3 separate regions of the Mus musculus genome follow, and regions 1 and 2 are each linked to region 3. A link is a contact called in public Micro-C and promoter capture Hi-C data. All regions are on one chromosome and are shown on one strand. Each heading gives the region's core, a stretch centred on a gene start, on an enhancer-like site or on the middle of the called end of the contact. The rest is flanking DNA. Distances are from core to core; before and after follow the strand shown.

Region 1 (4,794 bases), core at 822-3,321, 860 kb after region 3:
AGGAGATAGGCCACTTCAATTATGCACACGCAGCGTGCCTGGCAGCCTGGTCCTAAAGCCACACACACACCATTTGGGTTTTCACTGTCTTTGACTGGTTTAAAGGGCAAAGTATCAAGAGCCATTCTAAACTGTGTTTAGCGCTTAACCCGGCTCTGCTTTCTTAAACTGTCTCTTCCTTTCCTCAAGCTGATATGAAAGCTAATGTTCTACACTGTGTAATGTTTAGCCTGAAATACCAACAGGAAAAAAAAATCTTTATATATTTTGATCTATGGGGAGATGTAATAAATATGTGTACATATTCCAAAATTCACAGAGATGTGAGATTCAGATTTGCATTCTATCCTGCATGGAGTTTATACCACAATGCACTTTTAAAGGCAGGACATGTATGTCAATATTACTATAAATTACTATCAGTTACTATCAAAGAAACTGGGAATAAATCACGTGCCTATGAGAAAACAGAGGCTAATTTCCCCCCCAAAAAATTCAAGAAGTTGAAAGAAGCTGTCACACAACTCTCCACTACTGTCTCCAGTGAGCCTGTGAGCCCCAAACTCAGAGAGAACACCTGTCATGCTCCAAGCCTTCCATCAAAATAAGCCTTCCATCAAAAATAAGAGGCTAACGTCGTTTTCTCATCTGGTAGTAAGTTACATCTGGTAGTTACAAGAGACAAGCCAGCCCTGACTTTTAGTAATGGTGCCTGGTATATATTGTTTCCTTAGTTCCGTTTTTAAATAGATGGCTCCAAACGCTAAGGAGCTTTTTTGCATCCATGAAGCTGGTTGACCCTGAAAGGTGGCGGCCTGTGGCTGAGCCTTCCAGCAATAGCCTCTGCAGGCAACCCAGCAGGTTTAAATATACAGCCCTATAGTTCTATCACCCTACCAACATTGGAGACCTGGGCTGTCCCAAGGGTGGGGATGGGGTCGCTAAGCGACCATCTGAGTTCTCTGAAGCGTATTCTTGCTTGGTCACGACTTAGCTGCACACATCCTCCTTTGAACTCTCAGGCCAAGGGGGTTGCGCGCCATTTAGCCAAATTCCTCTTCTACAAGGCATTTTAAAAGGTGGTTCATAGGAATTCCAAGAGTGGATCACAAATCACCTCTCCCACTCTCGCCCTCCACGCGTCCTGAACCCAAAGACCGGATTGTTTCAGAATAGCAGGGCTACTGAGCTGCACCTGCAGATAGACATCATGAATCAGGATCACCCAGCGAGCGCTTCCTGGACTGAGCCGAGAGCTCCAGTGATTTCCTTGGCCTTCCACCGAGTCATTTAAGAAGTGAAATGTGCCAACCTGGCCCGGTACGGGGCCTGCTGCAGCCCACCCTGCGGTCTCTGGGACAACCGATAGCTGGGCAGCGTGTCTACGGATAGCGCACTCACAACTAGGTCTTGCAGGTTCCCCCCTACGCTGTGCTCTGCGCCAACCTTGCACCTGAACGGGTGCCAGAACACAGCCAAGAGGCTTGGATGGGTATGAGCCTCAGTGGTGATACTGCCAACTCTGCTCCGGAAGGGAGAAGAGAGAGGCCAAGGGAATGTGGAGCAGTGAGCGGGACACCCCGAAATGCGGCTCCCGCAAAGGGCTCTGGAAGCTCGAGCCCCTGTAGCCTTTGCAGCGCTACGGCTCGCACTGCGCTTTCCGTAGCAGCACTTGCAAACCAAGCGGAGATTGCGAGCTCCGCAGGCAGCAGGGATGAAGGCGCAGGGGACAGCCTCTTGCCCCTGGGCGCACAGCTAGACCGCAGTGTCCCCCCTGTTCACGCCCACCATCCCAGAGCCCCAACGCCAAGGGATCTCAGTCTTCCGAAGGCCGCGGAGGATGACCTGGGGAAGCTGGCCACGAAAGTGGGGGAAGGCTGGACCTGAGGTCGCTGCTCTCGGGGCAGCAGCTTGGGGCGCCCCTGCAAGGCCGCCCGCCGGTGGCGGCACCTACCTCGATCCACTTCTGTGCCTCGGCGAAGGCAGGCTCCGGAGGTGGTTCGGGCTGCAGGGGTTGAAGGACTTCCAGACCGAGAGCGGGGCAAGCCATCTGCGAAGCCCGGCGAGTACTGGAGCGCTCGGCCGCCGGGATGAGCACAGCCTCCTCCGCAGGAGCGCGCTCTCCGCCCCTTCCCGCCCGCCGCGCTCTCCAGCCGCCTTCCCCGCCCCCACCGAGCGCAGGTCCCGGAGGACAGCGGCGCGCACTGCCGGAGGACACCGTGGCCACCTCAGCCAGTGGCGCCCGGGCCCGCCGCTTCGTCCCCTCCCCCAACTAAAAATAACCTGCCAGGAGCTCCGGGCGTCCTTCCCGGGCTCATGCAAGGACCGTGGGAGGAACACGGCCCGCCACCCCGCTTGTCCTGCCTCCGGCCGGCTACTTTGGGTAGCAGGTCGAGCTGCACCTTGGGTGAAGCTGGGCGGGGAAACAGCACTACTGCGGCAGAACTGGAGGACTGACTGGCACCTGCTGTCCCTCCCAGCTACAGACCTGAGGCCTAGAGCTGCAGCTCCGGACCCAGCACTCTAAGGTGTTCACAAGGCAACCGCCAGATCTTTCTGTTAAAAGGGGAGGGACTCCCCGCAAGCTACCTGGGCCTTAGCCTGTTGACTCATTCACAGGATTTATTCAGCTCTTATTATTCTCCAACCACCAAGCTAGGAACCTAGGACTGCCGGATTGGGAATGGGGGGTGGGGTGGGGGCAGGGAGGGATAAAACAAAAACAAACAAACAAACAAACAAACAAAAACTCCTAAAATGTGTGCTGGTTAGTTTTATGTCAAGTTGACACATGTTAGAATTATCTGAAACAAGGGAACCTTAACTGAGAAAATGCGAGGGAGAGCCTAGCCCATTGTGGGTGGCACCATCCCTAGGCTGGTGGTCCTGGATTCTATAAGAAAGTAGGCTGTGCAAGCCATGAAGAGCAAGCTAGCAAGCAGCACCCTTCTATGGCCTCTGCATCAGCTCCTGCCCTGCTTGAATTCCTGTCCTAATTTCCTTTGATTAGGAACAGCGAGATAGGGAAATGTAAGCCAATACCCTTTCCTCCCCCGTTGCTTTGATAATGGTGTTTCATCACAGCAAGACACAATTCTAAGAACTTGCCTTCAAGATACGTACACTTAGACTGGGATATAGCTCAGTTGGTAGAACGCTTACCCAGCATGCAGCTCACCCTGCTTTCTGTCCCCAGCGTCATGTCCTTGGAAGTACAAGCTCATAATCCCAGCACTCACTAGGTGCAAGCAGAAGATCAGAAATTCAAAGTCATCCATTGCACAAGCCAACTTGAGCTATATGAGACACCGTTCTCTGTATGTATTTCTCTAGATATTCACAATACCGATATTCACACTGGGGAGCAGACAATAAACATGGGAATCAAAAGATGTTGTAGAATGAGCTATCTGGTAAGAGATGGCCTGTGTTGAGGAGAGAAGGTGCCAGTTGATTTTTAATAAGCTGCTCATGTTGCTCTTGAAATGGCTGCACCAGTGCATTTGGGAGGCAAGCATGCTGGGAGAGGCCTGGAGGAGGGACAAGTGGAGAAGGAAACTGGGTATTTACGCTGGTGTCTCCCTGAGGATTGACTGACACCACCACTCTAAAGCAACATATGTCTTCTTTCCTTGGGTCCTGTCTCCTCTTGACCCATTCCTCCCTTCAGGCCCAGGAATGCTAAACCCCCCTGGTTTCCCACCTTTGCCCACTTCCTTCTATCACCCCTTAGTTTTGCTCAGTCACTTCATCTGTGGCTCAGTAAGCTCAGGGTGTTGTGACAAACCTTTCCTGGGAAGACACAACCCACATGTCTACTTACACTAGGCATGGATCCTGTGGCAGATGAGATACAAGTCCAACTTGGTGAACAATGAGTTTCATTGGGTTACTTAGAGGAACGTGGGTGAGACGTTACTTACAGTCGCAGAAAGGACTCAAAGACAACTGCATCACTAAAGCTCACCCCAGCATGGGTGACAGCTCACAAAGCTGGGAACCTGGAGCTCACAGCACAGCCTGCAGGAAGCTCAACGGGTGAAGAGTACCCTTTCCAGGTGCCTCAGTTGGTCTAAACTTCTTCCAGGCAGCTCTGCTGGCCCTTGCTTCTTCTAGGCAGCTGGTCTGGTCTGATTCTTCTTTGCAGCTCAGCTTGTTGGAGAGTCTTCTTTGTTGCTTGGCTCTGCTCTTCTTAGGGGATACTCAGTGTTTATTGCTTACTCTGTCAGGTCAGGGCCTGGTGAATCTGGTCAGTTTCAGGGACTTCCTGAAGCTACTTTGAGTTGGTTACCTTCCTGCTTAAAGAGCTTCCCTGCAGGATGTAATATTGCAATCTCAGAGGAAACTTTTATGCAATACAATGTTCTTGATTGACACAAAGCCAGTGGATCTATCTCTCTGAATGGCTGCTGGTAAGAGGTCATTGAGGGTGACTAGAGGTAGGCAGGTATTTACCATAGCTAAATCTGTCATCTGTTAATAGTCTGAATTCAGTTTGGGTAGAATTCTGCCACTATAACACAGAGATATAACCCAAAACAGGCTTGAAACACAGTTCTCTGTTTGGGAGCCAGATGACTTACAGTGTATAAACTTTGAAAACTACTTATATGGCATTTGAATGGAGCAAAGCATAGGTCTCATTGCAATACAAATAGGTAACCAACCCAAACTTTATTCTAGTCCTGTTCCCATTGATATGAGAAATCCGGGGACATGAGGAAGCTAGGACATAGACTCAGACAGCCTTTCTCTAGGCCTGCTATAACAGCATGATCAACTTCCTTTCCACCC
Region 2 (4,625 bases), core at 569-3,068, 930 kb after region 3:
CAGGACGGTATTTAATTAGCCTCATCCCATCTGGCAGAGACGCAAATGCCTCCAAGTTTTACCAATGTCATCCCCTCTTAAATCATTAGGAAGCTAAGAGCCCACAGGAGGGAGACGATGCAGTGATTTACTGGGGCTCCACACACGGCGAGACAACGCATAACCCCCAGTTTTGTCTTTCTCTATGGCTCAGCCTGAATCATTTGCATCCCTGCCCAGTGGAAGATGGAAGACTGTTTCAGAAAATGAAGAAGTGTCTCTATGACTGTGTCACAGGAGCCCTACTTCATCCAGCCACAAGGTCAGAGAGGTGGAGACCGCGGCTCTGTGCACCAGTGATTCAGCTTTCTAAAAGGAACGTTCAACAGTGTGCCTGCTGGGAGGGGTGGGGGAGGGGAATGGAGAATCCACCAGAGAGGCAGATGGAGGTGGCAAATGAAGAGACAGCTCTTTTGACTTAAGCAAGCCAGGCCCTCATCAGTTTACAGTCAGGTGAGAGAGCAACAGAACCAAACCAGGGACCTGACCCACTCACGGCCCTTAAAAGGAAAAAAAAAAAAAAACAAACCGGCCATCCGCAAGTGGGAGCAAGGCTCATAAGTAAACAAACAAACAAAATAAACAAGTTGGAGATCTTTCTTTGGATAACTGAAAAAAAGACTTAGACGCAATGGGCTCCTTCTCTTCCAAATTGAGGCAATAATGGACATCACAATAGAGCCCCGATGAAAATGCAAGCACCTCCCACCCTAAGAAGTGGGATCCTTATCAGGGACCCTACAGGAAAAGGGGACAGCGTGAGGTAGGAACTCATTCCACAACACTGCGTATCCACTGAGACCCGCCCATCACAGACCTCTCCCTACCTGGGCCGTGAGGGGAAACAGGAGCAGCAGGGCGCAGGCAGGGGATGGCACTGAGCCCAGAGTCTCCTCCTCCAGCCCTAGCACGTCGGCGAAGCGCCACTGGCCGGCGACCCCCAGCTTGGCCAACACCTGCAAGAAAAAGACAGGGCAGCCAGACCGAAAAAGCCAGACAAATAATGGGCACCTGCTAGGGGGCGGGGCCAGCACGAGCATCCCTCGTGCGGCCCTCCCACTCCCCAACCCCCCACCAAACACACACACACGGGTCCCCACCCGAGTCTGGGAGGAGCCTCCGCGCCGTCCCACCCTGCGTGCCGCGCAGTGACACAGCACAAAGCTCAGCCCACACGTGGCTCGCGCGAAGCCCTCGGACTAGAGTCCGCGGGCCGTCGCCACGCCCTCGAGAGCTGCTCCCCGCGCTCGTTGCTGTCCGGGTCCATCCTCCGCCACCTCCCCGTGATCGATCTCTCAGTCACTCCCAAACCCCTAGATAACTCAGGGCAGAGACGACACCCAGCTGGGCGCCCCAGCCCAGCCACCTCCATTGCACAGGGCGCGGCCGGCTGGGCGTCTCCAACGATGCTCTTGGAGGATAGGGACAGAGACTGCGCGCCGCGCCACTCACTTTGTTCAGCATCTGAAAGCCAAAAGCAAAGAGGAAAATGATAATAAAACTAAATGATTCAGCTACCGAGCTGTAGCTAAGGGTCAGCCTTATTTCTCCCGAAGCGACCCAGCAGCTATGCTTACCTCGGGGTTAATCTCCATCGGCTTCAGCTGCATCTTCGCGGATGGCACCTGCAGACACAAACCCGAGGAGCCGAAAAAACAGCCGGTGGAGCCGCCCAGGCTGCTGTTATAAAGCGCCGGCCTCGCTCACTGGGAAAGCCTGAGCAGGGGAGACGGGAGCAGAAACAAGCAGAGGAGGAAGGCCAAGAGGGCTCGAACTCCCCCATGCACCGCACAGAATGGTACAAGCCAAGCCCCCAAACCTTGCAGTCTCACTCGCCGGTGAGCTAATCTGGTGGTTGTGGAGATGGGTTTTGTTGGTGGGTGTTCCTTGAGCGCATGAAGCAGCCTATTTGAGGGAGCTTTCAATTTGGAGCGAAATTTCTGGAAACCCTCCTCTGTCGTCTCAATCACTCCAAAGCTCGAGGGTCTCTGAAACATTGAGAGAGAGAGAAAAAAAAGCACAAAATCAACAGGTATATGTAGTGTTTAATATGAATATAAATATTTGTCGGTCTTCCTCCCTCCCCCCCCCCGCCCATCTCGGAACAGTTTGTACTTAACCTTAGACAATCTGTCCTCCATGTTAAATTCAACCTGTGTCCAGGCTCGGTTTTTAATGGACTGCCTAGAATAAAACATCTGATACGGAGTGCATTAGTGAAGCTGATGTAATGTGACTCCAGGGGAAGAACCGGTGGGTCGCTGGGAAGCAGTACATGCGAGACACATAGAATACGGGCGCCGGAGGACTTTAGAAACAGACCAAAGAAAAGATAGATGATTTGAGACTAGAGGCTTAAAGGAAAAAGCATTTAAAAAAAAAATAGGGGAAACCTTTTTTCAAAGAACAGGGGTTTGGGATAATAAGATTTTGGTCCACAATACTTTGGGCGCAGAAGAAAGGGAATAGCAACGGAGGAGAGCCCGCGGTTCTCCAGGGATGGGGGCGGGGGTGTTCTTTCTAACAGGCACATTTCAAAGGATGGAAGGCAAACGCTTGTGCTGAAGGCGGAGTAGAAGGAGGGGCCAGATCTGTATCAATTGTCAGGGATGCTAAATCACAGAATGAGGTAGCTAAGGATGCAGGCAGGTTGGGTATTTTAAAAAATATGCTCAGAACAAATGGTGAAAAACAGACATGCTTTTTGCTAGCCCGAGGTAAGCAAGGCATAGGATGGAGGGAACCAACCTTGTTTTAACAGCACTGCCTCTCCAGCTGGATCCTTTACCAGGCCATCTTATTTCACCCTGAGAGGGTCCAATATTGTATTTGTGAAATTTTATACATCAGGATCCAGGGTTCAGAGATGTTCATTTGCTTGGTGCTACAGCTGGAAAATGAGGCAGGAAGACAAAACCTGGTAAATGAGGCTGGAAGGGTCCATTTTCTGTTTTAGACTCAGCAATGTGCTACTTCAATTTTCTTCCCAGTTTCACCATCAGGGAAAAAAAAATGACCTTCACTTACCAAGTGTGAGAGGCAAGAAGGCATTAGTAAGATTCTGAGTGAATTTTATACTATGTAAATTACATCTCAATGCAGTTAATAAAAAAAAAAAATACAAGACAGACGGACACATAACCCAGTACACCTGGGTAGACTGTGTGCATGTCTGTCTTTTGGCAGAGACATACTACATTTCCAGTTTTCTTCATTTATCCATTCATCACAAATACTGCACAAGCAAGCATTTACTCCCACTGGTCACTGAGCTTGGGAACTGGGTGATTCCAGAAATGAATATTGAAACTTCTTTCCTGCAGCTCTTATAGTGTGGAAGGAACACCTAACTCAGCGGAGGGAATTAGAAAGACATGAAAGGAAGTTGCGTTTAAGCTAAGGCTGATGGACAGGCAGAAGTCAGCAGTGGATGGGTATTGCCAGAAGAGCTAGGAAGGGCAGTATGAAGTCATGACCAGAAGTCTTTGTGGAAGGTACTTAGTTATTCATTCAACAAACAAGTGTGTGTGTGTATAGATATATATATACACATATATAAACACATATGCACATATATATACTTATATACATATATATGCACATATATATGTGAATGTATGTGTATATATGTATGTGTGTATGTATATATATATATATATATACACATATATATAACCATATGCTAGGAACTATGGATCATTAAATTAAACAACTCTCTACTTACAAAGAGAGAAGACACAGATCTTGTCCTGATCTTTCAAACGTGGGAGATGAGTGAACGGAAATGCTCAGATTGTGGGCAAGAAGCTTCATACAGACCTTAGCCAGATTCTAGGGCGTATAACTTGCAGGAAAGAAGGAGGAGGAGCAGGAGGAGGAGGAGGAGGAGGAGGAGGAGGAAGAAGAAGAAGAAGAAGAAGAAGAAGAAGAAGAAGAAGAAAAGAAGAAAAGAAGAAAAGAAGAAAAGAAGAAAAGAAGAAAAGAAGAAAAGAAGAAAAGAAGAAAAGGAGAAGGAGAAGGAGAAGGAGAAGGAGAAGGAGAAGGAGAAGGAGAAGGAGAAGGAGAAGAAGAAGAAGAAGAAGAAGAAGAAGAAGAAGAAGAAGAAGAAGAAAATAGGACGATGCACGTAGAATGGGCTTTGCCAGCTGGGGCTTAGCTTCTCTTTTGGCAGTAAAGCTGGCTGGACAGGCGGGATTTGCTGTCTGAGGTGGCGGTTGGTTATGGTTGGTTTTACAGTTCTGTACTGTGATGTTAGCGCTGAGTTACTGAATGCGCCTGCGACCAAGTCCCAGCAATCTAAACGCCAGGATTATTTAAAGGTACAAGCTTAAAATAAAGAGATGAGGTGGGTAGGGGGTGTAGTGATGGGTACACAGTTTGGTGAGACATGTCAGCATACATACCAGGGATGTGTACGGAGCTCTACATGTCAATTACATGCACGTCCATTACAGTGCAATTGGTCAGTGGAGTAATTCTTTTTCCCTGGTAATTCTACAGTTACAACATTGTGAATTTGGAAAAATGACAACTGAAAAAAAATTACAACATTTTGATAACTATTTAAAATTAAATATACAAGATGA
Region 3 (4,417 bases), core at 834-3,333:
TCCCTGTGCACTGGAGTCAAACAGCTGTATGCTACTGTCATCAATAAACTGACTCTTTGATGGCAATATGCCCGTTTTAAATTCGAAAAATGGCCCAGCGTAGTTAAGTCACCAGAGGTTAAAGTGCTGGCAGGAGGCAGAGCACTATCCATCTGGTTTGGCCTGATCTCAGACTCAGTAAGTGGGGAGAATGCTCCAATCCTCTAGTCTCTGTTTTGGAGAACAACCCCCCTCCCGACTCAGGAGGCAGGCTTAGCATTGCCTAGAGAAGCAGAGAAGTTTGGTTTTTCTAACATGCTAAGATAGCCCTGAGTTCCTGCTTTCTGCTATGTAGTCTAGAAACTACTTCCCAGGTCCTCAGAAGTGGGCTTTTTAACACTCTCCCCTCCCCGCCAAAATTAAACCCCAGAGGAAAACCCTGTTTGATGCTGACCCCTCCCTCCTCTCAGTTATCATTTGGACGACAGGACCTGCTTCTCTCTCCCTGTCTTTCTGGGGATCAGAGTGTGCAGGCCCCACACTGCCACCTCCCAGTCCTGGGGAGACACAGGCTCTCAGCTCCACACACTTCTCGGGTTTCCTGGCAGTAAAACCTTCGCCTTGAGCCTTAAAAGGTTTCCCTGATGTTCCAACTCAAGTGGAAAACTTTTTTTTCAAGGTGTAAATTTCCTCAGCTGGGGTCCTGATTTATTCACCTCTTAAGTGAGCAAGTGGACAAGTGAGCGGAAATTTGACCCGTGTTTTCCGACGTGAGAATAGGGGGCCTGAGAAATCCCTGTGACCCGGAATTTTAAATCCTCACCTCCAAAGACTTGGGTGTTTCTGAAAAGCGTGACAATAGGGGGTGGACTAGAGAGGGTAATTGGATGCAGAGAATTGTAAGGAAGTTGGAAGAGTGACGAAATGCTACTACTCGACAAAAGAAAATAAGGGGGTGATCAGAGTCGAGTTCCCTGGCACCCGCACTTCCGGAGTTCCCCCACTTGACCAGAGCGCCCAGGAAACCCAACCTAGCTCCAGCTGTCTACCCTAGAAGCACCAGGTTCCCGCCAGACCAGCAGTTCCTGCGAACCCTTGCAAACTTTCCCTAGGGCCGAACCATGGGCATCACGTGCAGCCGGGACCCAAACTGCAAAGCGATAGGACCCCTGACCTGAAATACGATCACCCTCTTTTTCTTCAATCCCCAGACCCAGAGGTGGTCCACTTTGTGGCCCGAGCTAGTAAGGCGTGCCTGTGTCGGGTGGGCGAGCCATGTCCGCCCAGGGATGCCGCACTTACGCGCGGTGATGCCAGGATGCTCCAGCTCTCCGCGGTCGTTGGTGCAGCCCCCCTGCTCCAACCTGGCGTCGGCTGCCGCGCAGCAGTAGCGCAGCGCACACGAGCCGCAGCAGATGGTGGCGTCCTGCGTGTCGAAGTCCTCGGGGCACTGGAACCCCTCGTGATAGTTGCCCTGCGCGTCCACCCAGCCGTGGCAGTATTCCCCAGGCTGCTGCGCGCCCGCCGGGCCCCAACGTAGCAAGCCCACGAGCAGACAGAACGCCAGCAGCGCCCCCATCGCCGCCCCGCGCCCGGTGGCAGCTGGAGAATCCGAGGGCGGAGCCGGAGCTCCGGGGGACCAAGGTTCCGCCTCCCCGAGGCACCACGCGGCCGGTTGACCTCCCGGTCAAGAACGCGTTCTCGTGGGTTAGCAGCGGCTGGGCAGGAGGCGTGGGCTGCTCTGCGGGCTCCGCTGGCCGGAGGACAGCATGGTGCGCGAGGGTGAGGGGACCAGGGATCGCGGGAGGCCACCGCGTAGGCTGCGACTGAAGCAGCGGCCGCCTTTAGCCAGGCTCATCGCGCTAGGAGCACCCGGGGCCAGGCCGCTATTCTTGCGGGCCGTCGAGCCCTGAACGACCAACTCCAGGGCCGGGCAATGTCCCAATCGTGGGCTGTCGCCCGGTACCCGGCAGAGCCGGGAACTGAGCTTGGCTCTCCACGTGCAGGTCTCGGGGACCAACGGCTAATTCCGCTCCCGCCCCTGACTGTCACGCAGGCGGGAGACAGCCCAGTCGCGGCCAAGTGCAGAGGGCCTGGGGTGGCTGACAGCTCTGCCTGGAGGGCGTCCCTTAAAAAGGCAGAGGGAGGAGGAGACTCGAGGGTGAGGAAAGTCCGCCCTCCGGGGTCGCCGCGCGAGCTAATCACAGCGGGTGCACCGCGATGCGGTCCGCACGCCCGCAGGTTCACGCGCGTCTCCCCTCCGCCCCCACCCACGGCGCTACCCCGGGCCTTGGCGGTGACCCCGAGGGGACCAGGCCGAGCCTGCCACCTAGCTGTCACATAGCCAGGGGAAAACCTGCAGAAGGATGAGGAAGACTACGGTCCCGCTTCCGTCCACGCCTGCCAGCTCACGAGGGGACTTGCGCCGCGCTTGAGTTCCACGGGTTTCTTTTAAAAAACGAGCGTGGCGTCTGAAGTCCCCTAACTGTTCTGTCGGCTTGTGCACAGACTCAGTTTGTCCCTGGGCCGCCGATTCTGAGGATTCGTTCGATTCCGATAACCTGATTTTTAGGGTCACCAACATTTGCACCTCACTCCCACCCCTTCACCCCTCCTTTCCAGCTTCCACGAGTTCACGCTCAGGCGCCTCCTTCCCGCACCGCTGAGCCGGCGCCGGGGAGGACCCGGGTCAGCCCCGCCAGCCTCACTTCAAAGGCCAGGATTTCGGTGTTCCGCGCCCGCAAAGGAAATAAAAGAGCAGAATTAATGATAATCGAGCCTATCTGAACTTCTGTTCGGGCAAAGAAACACATTTATTTAAATGATGTGTCCCCTGTGGGCTGTTTGCAGGGCATGGCTCCTCTAGCCGAGGGAGAGCCTTGTGAAGCCAGAGTTACGTGAAACCGGTGCTAACCTCAAGACTTTATTTTTATTGCAACCTGTGTTTCCTCTCCGGGGTTTATTGGTTCGGTACGTGTGAGGACGTTCGTCTCAGCCACACGGTTTGTCAAACGCTTTGAACACCCTGTCACCGATTTAGATATTAGCAAGTCTCCTGAAACAAATGGAAGAACTTGTCAGAGCACCGCCAACACAAGTATACGCGGTCAGAAGTATTTATTACACCCGCAGCTTGCCCACGGTCCCAGAGGCTTCTAGAAAAACTTCGGTGCTGAATAAAACGGTTTATTTTTAAGTATCTAAATTAAATTCCATCCCGGGTAAAGAACCACTCCTAGCTTCAGGTCTTAAATATTGAGATTGTTATTTAAATATAAAAATAAATACCCAACACGCCACTACTGAGTAGGACTGTGTAAAATTATAACTGCATTGCTCCACAATAAATGTTTGGGGGGCAATAATAAGTTATCAAACTGTTAAGTAAAGCCAAATTACATTTAGGCAAACAAATTTCCTTAACTAAGAATTTAATTGAAGCATGTGGAGTAGAAATTTCGTGGTTAATGGATTTTTATTTATATAGGAAAAAAAATGCTGTCACCGGGCTTTCAGGCTGCTTAAAACAAACAAACAAACAAACAAAAAACAACAAAAAACCAAACCAGTTTTTTAGGGGCAGCAGGGAGGTTGGTTTTGTTTTCAGGAAAATAAAGAGAAAAAGATTTAAAACCACAGCAAATATGAGCTACAAGGATCATAATAAAATAATCAAACTCGAAGACACACTAACGCTTAATAACTTTTCCAGAGCCACACTACTTAATATCTTTTTTTTTTTAAGTTACGATTTGAGGAATTTCATTACATCACAACTGTGTGAAACTGTACAGCAGCCACGGCCCCTCCATCAGTCCCCCAAGGGTCAAGTTTCCTCCTTCTCCAGCTGTTCTTTGATAGCGTTAATATTTTAAGGAGTGATTTGTTGGCACTTCCCTCCCATTAATTACATTTCTCTGTGCCACAGAGGGGTTCTTTTCCCTGGGACACTGGCTATAATTAATTTCCTCATTTAGAGCCCTTGTCTATTTGACTTATTCAGAGGGTGCTCTGCTCAAATTTAGTTGGATGATATTTGCTAATGGAAAATAACCAAACTTCTAAATAAGTTGATACTCCATAAATCTGAGAAGTTGCAAACACTAAAACAACCGTGCATTGTGCTTTTCTCTCTTGCGTCCTGGATCCAGACTGATTTCAGGTTACAATAAGCAGCCCCTCAGGTTAGGAGAGGGACGGATAGGTGAGGGGTGCTTGTGCTGAAAGATTCCCTCAAACTTTACACATTGATAGCCTTTAAAGTCATAAACAATGCTCTCAGAAAGATATTTGCCTCTTTGTGGGCTTACAAATATCTGCGATTTCAAAGATTTTGTTTTTATTTTCCTAGTAAAGATTTATAAGTCTCCAGAGACTCCCTCCCCAAAGCCTTTGGGAGAGTGCCCTGGAGAAAGGTGACCAAAACTCCACACCCACA

The links. Promoter capture Hi-C pulls out the DNA fragments that hold promoters and counts their contacts. A called contact is a pair of places that touch in the nucleus more often than the background predicts.
Region 1: a contact with region 3 is called in a Micro-C map of embryonic stem cells, with 9 times the contacts expected there. The contact joins the promoter of Limch1 here to the promoter of Shisa3 in region 3. A contact is called at or near these places in 1 of 39 promoter capture datasets (embryonic stem cells) and 1 of 484 Hi-C or Micro-C datasets (embryonic stem cells).
Region 2: a contact with region 3 is called in a promoter capture Hi-C map of liver, with 2.1 times the contacts expected there. The contact joins the promoter of Uchl1 here to the promoter of Shisa3 in region 3. A contact is called at or near these places in 5 of 39 promoter capture datasets (the HPC-7 cell line, cranial neural crest, hippocampal neurons and 1 more).

The regions. Positions count from the first base shown.
Region 1 is chr5:66,743,166-66,747,959 of GRCm38.p6, reverse strand. It overlaps Limch1 (LIM and calponin homology domains 1), which reads right to left and starts at 2,071. Exons shown (of 26, transcript NM_001001980.3): 1 at 1,955-2,071. The coding sequence starts at 2,050.
Region 2 is chr5:66,673,314-66,677,938 of GRCm38.p6, reverse strand. Uchl1 (ubiquitin carboxy-terminal hydrolase L1) reads right to left here and starts at 1,818. Exons shown (of 9, transcript NM_011670.2): 1 at 1,617-1,818; 2 at 1,492-1,503; 3 at 867-995. The coding sequence starts at 1,649. Uchl1os (ubiquitin carboxy-terminal hydrolase L1, opposite strand) reads left to right here and starts at 1,442. Exons shown (of 5, transcript NR_102714.1): 1 at 1,442-1,877.
Region 3 is chr5:67,605,549-67,609,965 of GRCm38.p6, reverse strand. Shisa3 (shisa family member 3) reads right to left here and starts at 2,083. Exons shown (of 2, transcript NM_001033415.3): 1 at 1,282-2,083. The coding sequence starts at 1,558.